2 separate regions of the Mus musculus genome follow, and region 1 is linked to region 2. Evidence: chromatin contacts called from public capture Hi-C data. All regions are on one chromosome and are shown on one strand. The core of a region is the stretch at or near the end of the contact, and the rest is flanking DNA. Distances in the headings are between cores, read along the strand shown.

Region 1 (6,234 bases), core at 1,634-4,133, 610 kb before region 2:
TGAAGTAGTTTAAGGGGTTTGCAACCCTATAGGAAGAACAACAATATCAACCAACCAGACCCCCCAGAGCTCCCAGGGACTAAGCCATCAACCAAGGAGTACATATGGCTCCAGCTGCATATGTAGCAGAGGATGGCCTTGTCAGGCATCAATGAGAGGAGGGGTCCTTGGTCCTATGAAGGCTTGATAGATGCCCCAGTGTAGGGGAATCAAGGGCAGGGAGGTGGGAGTGGGTGGGTGGGTGGAGTAACACCCTTATAGAAGCAGGGGGCGTGAGGACAGGGAGGATAATATTTGAAATATTGTAAATAAAGAAACTATCCACAAAAAAAGTAGACATTTCAAAACACTTGTACAACTACATTTCATGAATTATATTTCACAATTATTGAGTGTAATTATTCGTGGGGTGGCCTAGCGTTTTGAAATGACCTTAGACAGGTGCACTAGACACTCACATAGATCTCTGTTTGCTGAGGTCTGAAGTTCCACTGGAGACTGGCATGAACGTCAGCATTGAAGGTGACCTTAATGACCCGGTCCTTGACAGGCACCATGTTCTCGATCTGGTCTGAGGAGTGCCCGGCCACTGCTGATCCTCCAAGTCCAGTAGTCTACAACAGACACTGCATATGGTAAACAGCAGGGTTTAGATCTTCACGGACTTACTGCAGAAAAGTAACATTTGGAAAGCGATTGAATGTTCTACTTGGAGCCAAACTGTATGCTACCTCTGGCCATTCTTGTAACTGCATCAACGGTTTGCCTATATTTGTTAAAGTGATTCCTACTTTTGAAAAGCAAAATTTGAAGACAAACTATTAATCTCTGAGAGGATACCAAATATTTTCAAGTGTAACTTTCATTAAACACAGTCCCCTTCGCTGGCTAGTATATTTTACATAAACTATTATTCACTTAAAAAGTTGAACCAAACCTGGTCATTTTAACTTAAACAAGGAATCCATGTTCCTGTGTATACTTTTCTGTACCATGGGTTTTATAGTTCAAATTAAGTTCATAACTTTATTCTTATATTCTGCTTTCCTAGGGCATCATGACTGTTTTCCCACTTGGGAGATTAATGTTTTCCTGCCTCTTAGCTGTAATTCTCTGCATACACACCTATTTACCCTTCATCACAGTTAATGAGGCCCTGACTTTCTTCCTCTTGTCTGGCTACCCTGCCCGCCAACTACCCTAAAGTAGCAAAAGAGTAATTTGTGTCTGACGTTTCCCCATCACCATTATTTCCTCATTAGAGGTAGAGGTGGTGTTACTTCCAAGGTGTACACACTGCTGCCTGAGGTTATCACAATTCTCACTGCCAGATAATTCACCTTTCTTACACCAGAAAAACAAAAAGCCGAATGAGGCTAAAGGAAGATGCAAAAAAAAAAAAAAAAAAAAAAAAACCCTACCATATTAATATTTTATTATCTTTCTTTCACTTGTTACACACGTTACTTAGCTTTTTCAATTTCTCTCAATATTGTCAAATTAAACTTTAATCCTAAAAGAGAAATCATAAATTTGACCTTAGTTAACAGGTAAGGATATGATTCTGTTTCAGAGACTCAGTTTTAAGATGAACTATTTTTTTTTTCATAAAGGATTTAAATCCGCTGAAGAAAAAGCAAGTTAAGTGTTCCGTCTTTCAATAACAAAACAATTCCTTATATATTCTAGGGACATGTTATTGAAGTTTCTCAAGTTTGGTGTTTAAACTAAAAGGTAGAAAACAGAAAAATAATGTCCTGGGCTCAAGCCTATATTACTGAGTCTGTCACAGTTTTCCTGGGTTACATTTTAATTTGCTCATGAAGAGGGACCATTCTATGGCTTCCCTTATTTATTTATTTCCTTCTCTAAAACTCGTTGATTCCACAAGTAACAGGGCATTCTTTTGGAAATATCGGTGCTTAACGTGGAACTTGATTTTAGGGTTTTTTTCCTTTTTTTTTTTTTTTAAACCTCAGGCTAACCCAGCCTAGCCTGATGATGCTAAACTAGCCTAGGCTGATGATGCTAACCTAGAATGAGGAAAGCTTGAACACAGGAGTGTCAATTCCATTTCTGTGGGTCTCGGCACCACTGTATACTATTAGCATTTTAGGTTGGACAACTATCTGGGGCAGGGGAGGTGTCCTGTGAACCTCCAGGTATGCGACAGCCGCTCTAACTCACCAAGTGTCAGCGGTACCTTCTCCCCGCGCTTCACAGAATGGCTGTGCTGATAGCCCTTTGAAGGGTGGCACCAGCTCCATCATTACCGGAACCGGCTTCCACTTGCAAGGTTTTTTAGTGACCTTGGGCACGTCCTTCCCGGTCTGGATCCGAGGCGACGCCCCCCTCCCCCCTCCGGCGGGTGACCTCGGCCTCCCCGGCAGGGGGATGGCTCAGGTGGGATCCGTGCCGCGCTTCGTCCCCTCCCTTACCTGGCAGTAGAGCCGATAGAGGGGCACCGCGGCGTAGGAGGCCCCCAGCATGCCCACGGCGGCCGCGGCCACGTAGGTGAGCACCGTCTTGTTCCGCCGCCGCCACTCGTCCTCCTGCGCGCGCTGGAAAGGGTTGCTGCTCCTCGGCCGCCGTGGCGGCTGCGTCGCGGGCCCCCGGACCCCGCACGGGCGCTTCCATGTCCCGAGGCGTCTCAGACCCCGCTCCGCGCCTCCGAGCCCATCCCACCCGGGCCTAAGCACCAGCTCTGCGTTCACCACAGTCCGCCCTGACCACCCGGGCTGCCTCCAGCCCCGGCCACACGAAGCCACCAACCTCCATCCCGGACACCAGAGCCCTCCCATAACCCCCCGGAAAGAATGCCCGCCTGGCGGGGCCGCTGGCGAGATCTCGCGAGACCTCGCGAGTCTCGCGGTACCCGGCTTGAGCCTCCGCTGCTGCCTTGACTACCAGATTCCACAGTTAGCAGTGGCGCTACGGAGGCCGGGTGGCCCGAAGAGGGTAAGTTCGCGTTTTCTTGCTAAGTGACTGTGCCTCGCACTTTTGTTTCCTTGGGATGCTTCTTTAGTTTACTTTGCAGAAAATGCATTTGGGCCTTCGGCGTGCAAGCTCCTCACTGGGGCTTGTATCCCCATCTCCCCAAACTTCGCCAGCCTTTGTCTCGACCTAGCGGCCCCCAGCGGCAGCTCTGCCGCGGGGCTCTCACTTGGGGTTCGCTCAGCCCCGTTGCTTTCCGCCGCTGACTGAGCGCAGGCAAACCAACGTCCCTCTTTCTGGAACACTTAGTATGAGAACCGCCTTTCTCTCCAACACCCCGACCTGTGCATCTTCTCAGCCCCATGGGCAGATGTCTCCCACTGCGCTCATCACCCCTCTGCTGTTTACCCAGCAAAACCATTAGGTCAGACAGCCGCCGAAAAAACCAAGTTTGTTCAGAATAGAGGGACCAGGACAGGAGGGCCTTTAAAGGAGGGACTGAAGGAATAAAGACGTGCATCTTGCAGGCACAGACCCCTGGGAAATACGCTAAAGCTTTCTTCAGTTCTCTAAATGTTCCACAAACAAGGACCAATAAATATTAAATAGCACTGAGAGCAGATTCGGAGGTTAAGCATCAATGAATTTACACAAGTCTTGTCCTTGCATAAGTTTAATTTTAATATGACTTCTCCGTAACCTGATGGCCCTATTTCGTGAATGGAAATCACAGTAATTCAAGGAGGGTAAGAATATAATATGATTTTTGCCATTGCTTGAAGCATAGTAAGAATTTTATAAAAGTTAGGTCATTTCTTTTTCAAAATAATGGTTTGGTTTTATTAATTCTTTGAGGGTATTTTACTCTGTATTTGGGTCATATTCATCCCCTACTCCAGGCTCCTCCCAAAACTACCCCCCCCCCCACATTATTATTATCCAGAGTCCAGGCTGAAGGCGAACTAACTCATTGATGTGTTAGTCTGTGAGTGTGATCGGTGTGATCAATTGCACCATTAAAGAAAACTGACTTTCCTTCTTCCAGAAGCTGTAAGAAGCCAATAGCTCTCTCGTGCCCACCTTTCCACCTCCATAAGCTAGAGCTTATTTCTGATGGCCTCTGTGGGTCTAACTATCCCCACATTGTGGATTGGAACCGAAAACTGGAAGAGCTATCAGTCAATCAGCACGTATTCCTTGACTCTCACTGAGCCATACACCTTTTTAGTTTGCTGGGGACATTCCAAACTAAGTCAGGCACAATCACTTTTGTTATTGACTGCAGCCTCTACTGAAGGACTCAGAAAATAAATGTAAAATAAAGGAATTTCAACTAACAGTGTCTGCTATGAAACTAGCTGATGATGGCATGAAGTCATTGAGAGTGACAATGAGGAGGGTAAAAGAAGGTCTAAAGAGGTAAAAGAAGGTCTTCCTGGGGGTGACATTTGAGCCTACTCCCAAACTGTGAAAGAGCTACCCACGAGACAAAAATCTCACATCGTACACAAGTCCAGAGACAGAAATAAGTTGGATAGGATTGAATATCAACAAAGACAAACAACAACAAAAAAAACCAGGGTCCGTGTGGAGCGTGCAGAGCGAGCAGAGTTAACAGTGAAAGGAAATGGGGTCACAGCAGGTACAGACACCTGATACTACAGAGCTATTTCAGCCATGGCTAAGGGACAAAATGGGAGTGATCGGATATGATTTGATTCACACTGCAGGAAGAACATGATGTAAGTCACACGGTGAGAATGAGCAGGGCAAGGGGAAGCAGAAGTGAGGGGCATCTGCATGTTAGTGACAGTGGAGATGATGGCCTTGAAGAAGTAACTGAATAGTGGCCACAGCGCTGAGGGCTGTAGGCATCGTCTAGGACATCACTCTAGTAGGTGGTCACTGAAGTTACAGACTTCTCTTCTCCCATCTTGGTATGACAGTGTTTGGTCACCCTTTCCCTCTACATGTACTTTCATTCTGATACCAGATTGTCAACATTTTGCTCTCATTTTACTTTTCTTACTGCATAGACTCAAATTCCATATGAGGGGGCTGGAGAGGTGGCTCAGACCTTAAGAGCGTTTGCTGTTCTTGCAGAGGACCTGGCTTCTGTTTCCTGCACTCACCTAGGGACACAGAACTGTCTCTGACTTCAGTTCCTGGCTTCTTCTAGCTTCTTCAGGCACTGCACATACATGGCACCTACACGCAGACAATATACTTGTAAATGTTTTTAAAATCCTATGCTAATGCTAATGTGCTTAAAGCTAACAATATATTTCCTTCAACTATTTTCCCTTTCCAGCTATTGTTTCTCCATATTTTTCAAAACAGCTGTATAAATGTGTCAATAATAGGGTTGCAATCATGACTGCTTTCTTATTAATTGAAAGTGAATATCTGAGGAACAGCCATTTTGATAGCAGTAAAGTGATGTAGGTCTTTCTAGATTTCTCTTTTAATAAAATGAAATAGGTACCAATCCAATTCCTGTATGATAATGAAAAATAACAGCTCATGTATATAAAAGTGTTTTTGGATGGTAGCTAAAATGTTTCAATCTCCAATATTCACTTTGAAATGATTTAAAAGTTATATAAACATTGCAGAAATAATACGTTCCCAACTTATCCTTCACCTGGTTTCCAAGATCTTAAAGATCTCTGTACTCTTGGAGACGAGGGCAGACAGACGATATCCTGGAACTGTAAACTGGATCCTTGCATGAGTGTTGATTACAAGGACACAGCACAGGCATCCATCAAGTATTTAACATCAGCCCAATGCTGTGCTATCATAGCATAGTAATACCATGCGATCACCTTGGCCCATCATAGCAGCACACTTCAGAAACAGGTTACTCAACAAATGTATTATATTTCTGGAAGCTGGAGAACCAAGATCAAGGTGGTGGCTGATTTCTCATAAGGATTCTCTCTCACTTGTGGCAGACTTGTGTCCTCCCATGCCTGACAGGAGTCAGCAATCTTGCTGATGTCTTTCTTAAAGGAGCACTAACCCCTTCTGATCAGTCGGTTGTTCCACCATTATGTTCTCATTTAACCTTAATAGCTCTTTCACCATCTGAACAGAGCTCCACCAGGGCCAGGTTTTCAACCTGTGGGTTTTAAGGAATGTGCCAGTTCAGAACTTCACACCCTGGTGTCCAAGAACTCTGCTGAAATTAATACTGCGTATGCTGCTGTTTCCAACTTAGTTCTAGAATCTGGTCCAGGACGGCCCCTGGCTTCCAGTTGTCTTGCCCTTTAGTTTGCACCAGTGTGAAGCTGTTCT
Region 2 (6,242 bases), core at 81-2,580:
CATCAAATAGAAACCCTCAAAGAGAGCTGCTTCCCACTTGGGAACTCCTGCCTTTGGGGCAAGACCTCCCTGATTCCTAGCACAGGCCATTTACTGTATATTAAGCAAATCCCCAGTAGCAGCCAGGAAGTTCTGAACATCACCATATCCTAGTGGAAGATCATTTTCCCTTGCTTCCTAAGCCGAAGGTAAAGAAATGAACCTACAGGGGAGAGAGGCATCCTTTCCCATGGCGAGCCCCAGGATGAAACGGTAAGGAGAGACACTGAACAGAGCTGTGCCTCCAGGGTGCAAGGCCACAGGTTTGCTGCTACTTCTAACTTGGAAGCTTCGGCTTCTCATGGTTTCAGGTGTGGCGCTCCGCGCCACTGTCCCAGCACAGTGTAAAGGCATCTGTCTAGGTAAGAAGATGCCAGTCTCCAAAATTAGACAACTCCTGATTTGAACTGGTAAATTTAAAGAAATGGAAAGCTCAGAGATTAACCAGAAATTGTGCCAGGAAGAAAAGGGTAGAAGCACCAGGGCAACCGGGGGCACAAGCATCTTTAACCAACTTTATCTCTTAAGAAGAAATTCAAAAAGATTTTTCACAGCAAAACATGCAAAAACGCCTTTGAATGTCCAGTCTTCCGCCCACAGGGTGCCTAGCTGGTATTAAACACCCTGGGAAGCGACACCTGGCCCCACGTGCAAATTTTCATCACAATGCATCCAGTCTCTTTTTCTGCAAGCTCTTGGTGCAGAAAAGTGAGGAAATTTCCCTGGTTCTTTTTTTTTTTTTTTTTCCTTTGAGCGCAGGGCTTGGGAAGGCTCAAGTTTAGAAAACTTTCCTGAAGACTTCCGAGTGTATGAACCGTCCTCCCCGGGCGAACCCCGGCAAACAATCTACAAGCCTCTCCCAGATCTTTCAAAGAGCAAGGAAACCGAGCCTTACCTTTCTCAGCCAGAAGTGGACTGAGACAGCAGCAAGCGGCGGCCAACAGCGAGGCCGACAGTGGGATGCAAATCACCATGCTAGGGACCGTACACAAAGTACTCAGCAAGATTTACAGACCATTAAGGGACCGGAGACAATTTGGTGAAAGGAAATTCCTTACTCGCTGTTGTATTTTACTCTACGTTTTCCTTTTCTTTTCTATTTTTTTTTCCGTGCCCACACCATCCACTGTAATTACAGGAGTGAATCCATCATAACCCAATTATTTAAAAAGTCACTAAAAATCTCTCCTGTTTTCTTTCCCCCGTTTAAAATCCTTATGCAAGCATTCTTTTTTATGGTTTTCTCTAACCTAGTCTTCGATATCACTCTTTTGTAGTGTGAAGCTGCAGAAAAGAACTCCTTTTCGGTCTTCTACATTAGCGGTGGAGGAGTAAGGGTAGGGGTGGGTGGAGAGATGGGTGTGGGAGGAGGGGTGGGGATGGGTAAAGGCAAGCCATTGGAGAATTCCGGAAAGGAGAGTGGGATCCTCTGCAGATTTGTCACCATGAGGTTTAAGTGATAAGAAGAGTAATAGATAGCGGCGCACTGATGGCACACGCCTTTAATCTCAGCACTTGGAAGGCAGAGGCAGGCAGACTTCTGAGTTCGAGGCCAGCCTGAAGAAGAGCGATAGATGATAAGAGATAAGGCTGTATGTAGTGCCTGGGTGGCCTGTCGCCATGAAGTCAAGCAAGCTGGTTCGCCAATGAGTGTTCCTTATGTGAAGATGCCAGATTGCATGGGGTTGCTAACACACTGGACTGCCACATCTCAGAAGAACTGAGGCCACCAAGAACATCACAAACAACGCTGTGAGGAGATTTACTACGTCAGAGAGAATTCCCCCTTACTTAAAAAGCATCTCCTCTTCCTTAGCAATAAGGAGCCGTTGCTTAGGGGGAGGGAGGGTCCGCAGTGGAAGGAAGCAAGAAGGATGGCCAGTTCCAGGACAAACAGGTCACTGGTGCAGGTCCCATCTGTGGGAGCCTGCCGGGGGCGTTTCCACTCTGCCATTGAAGTGCGCTGGCGGTTTCTCTTTGGGGAGCACACTTGTGCTTTGCATTTGGGGAAGAACTGCCCTCACGTGTGTTTGATTATTCTCCCTCCCTCCCACTTTCGTTTTTGCTTTTGCTTGGTGTGGTCGAGCTGGCTAGTTTCCAGCATCCCGGAAGATGCCAGTTCCTCAGGCTCCTCTCTGTCCAATCACCACATGAAGATCTCTGTCATCACAAAGGCCCGTTGAGTTCAGTGAAATTCGGGAAGCTGGCCAGCTTTTCTCCTAGCTAACTCTTTTTTTTTTTTAAAGGGTGTGTCAACAATTTTACTCTGAAATCAGGGGCATTTTGGAAAGTGATCTGTGTTTTTGTGTGCTTTGGGGATAACAACTCTTGTTATTTCCCCTCCCAAATATGCTCTAGGCAGTTTTCTTTTAAGTAGAAAGATCTAACAGTAGTAAGAGGAAGAAGAAAAAAATGTGTTTTAGATACAAACATGTCTTTACTATTTGTTGGTCAAGTTCCAGGCACAGGAATCTCCTAAGATCCACATGTGGAGAGAAAGAACAGCTTGGACCTCTTAGTTGCCTGTCCTGGCTTCTGGTGGCTAGCACTTTGTTCGGCCTTAACTCTAGAACCAACTCCCCCATTCGGAGTGGACCTACCCAGTCCACCGAATGAAGAGGAACGGAGCACGTGAATGTTCATAAGCATCGATCACACACTACCCAGGCCACATCTCCAGGACTGCTGTTTGTGTTTTCCTGTGCAAGATTCTGAGACTTGGCACTGTGTGATACTTTAGCGGATCTATACTACTAGGGAAAGTGGCTGAACCAAGCCATAACTCCAGGAGTCTCTACCTTGTGCCCATCCATTGGCCATTGTTTTTGACTGCTTAAGATTCTACGAATAGTTCTCATTCAGGGAAGGGGGAGGTACAGGGTAGCACACTATCATTCAGTTTACTTTTGAGCAAGTACCCTGAAAAGAAACTTAATGGTTGAATTGTGTGTTGTATCCCCTAGGATTCTGAGCATTGAGACAGAGCTGTGTTATCAAGCAGATTTGAGTGTGTTTGAAACCAAGACTGATACAGGCTGGTAGGTATCCTGTGAGAGAGCCTCCGGAAGATGCTAGAGCGGTAGGGATATTTCAGGGGTCTCCAAGACCATTCTTCTTTCTTCATGGTTGAAATTGATTGTACTGCTTTTGGAGGCCAGGGTCTTAGTAAAGACTGCTGAGCAGACAGAGAAGCAAAGATCAAAACGAGATCTCATCTTGGAGCTAAGTCTGCAACGGGAAAGGCACAGGGACACCAAGGCAGACACTCTGCCTTAGAGAGAGCATTGCAAGCTGCTACACATTCCCCAGAGAGAACGGATCAATTCTGGACTAGGTGTGTGCGCTGCAGAGGTGAGTGAGGACTGGGCGGTTCGTGCTGGACAATCATTTGGCACTATAAGGAACGAATGTGATTCTGGGTAGAGGGGGGAATCCCTATTACATCAACACAACTTTGAAGAATCTAAATCTTCTGCAGAGAATGGGGAGCAGCTTGCATGGCTTAGGTGGAAAACATCCAGAGTGGGGTTAGAAATGGTTCATGGTCATATGCGGGACTGAATGATGCATTTTGGAGTCTATTTAGAGAGCAGGGTGGCTTTGAACAGTACACCAAAGTCATCTCTGTATAGTAAAGAGTGGCCTGCACTATACTGTTGGAATATTCTGAAGAAAGTCATATAGGGGAGGGGAGACTGGGAGAGCAGGCAGAGTTTCTGATACTGGGACCCCGACACTAGGAAGAGTGGACAAGCAGGAGTTAGGAAGATAGCGAAGATCAGCAAAATCTGGCAATGGATTTTATGTAGGGCTGGGTATCAGGAGAGGGAGAGGAGTTTATAAGACCACATGATTCATGGTTTCATGAGATTGTTGGCAGAAATGTGCAGGAACAAAGCCCAGGTAGTTGATATGCATTTGATTTCATTACTTATACTGTTTTCGTGGACTTATTATTTCTTTTATACAAACAATACAAGGGGGTGGGGTGCAAGAAATATTCTGTTATCCATAGGAAGATGTGCAGGGCCTTTTTAGACATTTGCTGGACTAAACCCACCGCTTGATTGCCCCCAAGCCTGTCTTCCTCACACCAGTCCCGTGTTCAGACTCTTTCCGAGGCTCATGAAGCGTATCTGCTCACTGAGAATAAATTCTTGGGCTTGGCAATGATTGTGTTGCCAGTAAAAACAGGCAATCATCTTCCCACGGGGCCTCTGCAGAAGTTCACCGATGACTGAGGGTAGAAGCAGCTCACAAAATCTTTTGAACACATTCTGATCCACTTAAGGAGTCTTTGATGTCCATGACGTGGGTGGGCAGGAGGAAAGAGAGCAGTTTGCCCAGCTGAACTGAATTCAGAATAGAACTGTTTATGAACTGATCTTATGGAACAAAGCAGGGAGAGCTGATCACTGGCTTTTTTCTTTAGGCTGAAAAAAAATTAAAGTCTTGTTTTATAAAGACAGCCATACGTTGTCTCTTTCTTGTTTAGTTAAGTAAACTATACAGAAAAAGATGATTGTCTTTGTTAAAAAGAGACAAGTGTGGAACTTGGTAAAAACCAAGGATCCCAAGAGAGTGCATTGCCCCAGAAGGAGAACAAGATGTTTCTTTGACCATGACTCAGAGTGGGAAACCCAAGACTCCAAATTCCAATTGACCGCTTACACTCAGTTAGTAATTCTGCCATCCGGACGTTTGAAGGATGTCCAATTGGATGGTCTCAGTATTCTCGGGGGCACCACCTCTCTCCCCTGATTTATTCCTTGTTATTTATCTTCTCAGATCATTTTACTGGGAAAAAAAAAACCTTGTTTGCTGCCCTGGTAGAACTCAGTCATTTTCCCCCTCCTAGGGTCCCAGCATAAGGGTTTGGCTCACTTCCACAACAAAACTAGCATTTCTGACTCTGCCTGCATGCTGTGCAATGAAAATAGCCACGAACTGGTCATCAGGAAACTTGGATTTGCATCTTCTTTCTGCTTTATGGCAGCGAGCAGGGGAACCCCAACTGCTGAAGTTCCATTTGTGACATCCTAAGCAAACCCTTTCAAAAATTCTTTCCTTTCCTTTTTCTAAGTGTACCTGGGCTCAGTGCATCAGACCTGAGAGCAGACAATTTGGAGAGAAAGCTAAAGCTGCCACACAAGCCACCAGGGCAGCTGTAGGAAACCTCATTTAAAAAAAAATCTGCAGTGCATTATCTGTCTGCAGAGCCACTGACCTTGTACTGTGAACTGTGACTATCCATTTATTTCCACTCAGGAGTCTGGTTCAGGGACTGACTACAGTACAAGCATTTCTTTGGTTCTGTGAGAAATTTGAGGTTCGCAAGTGCTTGCTCCCCGATTGGCAATCTTGCTGACCATGAGTCGACACAATAAGCTGTGCGTGGACTTTTGAGCCACAGAACGGGCTGCAAAATCAAATCAAAGCAAAAGTCAAGCTCCAGGGGCCAGAAGGCAGACTAACAGAGCCTCACCCTGCTGTGACTGACGTGACGTAAGTCCGAGACCTCGGTTCACAGTTTTATGTGGCAGAGACACATGTGTAGCCAAGTCTAGGGAGGAGGGGTAGGAAAGCCCAAGGGTGAAGCTCACTGGGAACAGGAAGCTGTCCTCCCTGCACCAACAAGGCTCTTGGAGAGAGGAGCTTCACCGGCTTTGTAGAAGCAGCCGGGCTCCCAGTGAGCTGCCACGAGGGTGTGTGCTGGTCACTGTGAGTGTGTGTTTTCTTACTGATTCACTTCTCCCTGCCCACAGGAGCCAGAAAGGAGACAGCATGCTATTGCATGGCTCTGCTCCATGCATTAGATCCCTTTATGGTACATAGCCATGTTGAACTGTGTTACTGCTTTTAGGATACTAGAGGAGTGTGTGTGTGTGTGTGTGTGTGTGTGTGTGTGTGTGTGTGTGTGTGTGTGTGTGGTGTGTGTGTGTGTGTGTGTTGAGAAGTCATGAACCTGCATGTCTTTGTTCATATAAAGTTTGTAGTCTTTTGTTCCCACTAATAGACCAAGTTAAACAGGTGTGTGAACTTATCCACAGCTTTCCCTTGGTGAAAACCTACACACTCTCCCCTTTTCTTTCTTTCTTTTTTTAAATTAATTAATTTATTTACATTAAACACTGCTGTCTCTTGGTCCGTCCCCCCCCCCACACACACACAGAGACACTCCCGCCATCCCCCTTCCCCTTCTC

Evidence for each region. Capture Hi-C pulls out chosen DNA fragments and counts their contacts.
Region 1: a capture Hi-C map of macrophages shows a contact between it and region 2, with 5 times the contacts expected there. The contact joins the promoter of Stxbp4 here to the promoter of Tmem100 in region 2. A contact is called at or near these places in 17 of 39 promoter capture datasets (the 3T3-L1 cell line, 3T3-L1-derived adipocytes, the C10 cell line and 11 more), 2 of 15 datasets of contacts at CTCF or cohesin (the NIH/3T3 cell line and large pre-B cells), 14 of 115 datasets of contacts at active chromatin or transcription factors (the NIH/3T3 cell line, acute myeloid leukemia, bone marrow-derived macrophages and 8 more) and 3 of 9 other capture datasets (adipose tissue, embryonic stem cells and macrophages).

What each region holds. Positions count from the first base shown.
Region 1 is chr11:90,634,757-90,640,990 of GRCm38.p6, reverse strand. Stxbp4 (syntaxin binding protein 4) reads left to right here and starts at 2,883. Exons shown (of 18, transcript NM_011505.2): 1 at 2,883-2,958. Cox11 (cytochrome c oxidase assembly protein 11, copper chaperone) reads right to left here and starts at 2,807. Exons shown (of 4, transcript NM_199008.2): 1 at 2,439-2,807; 2 at 459-614. The coding sequence starts at 2,801.
Region 2 is chr11:90,025,436-90,031,677 of GRCm38.p6, reverse strand. Tmem100 (transmembrane protein 100) reads right to left here and starts at 1,330. Exons shown (of 3, transcript NM_026433.2): 1 at 935-1,330.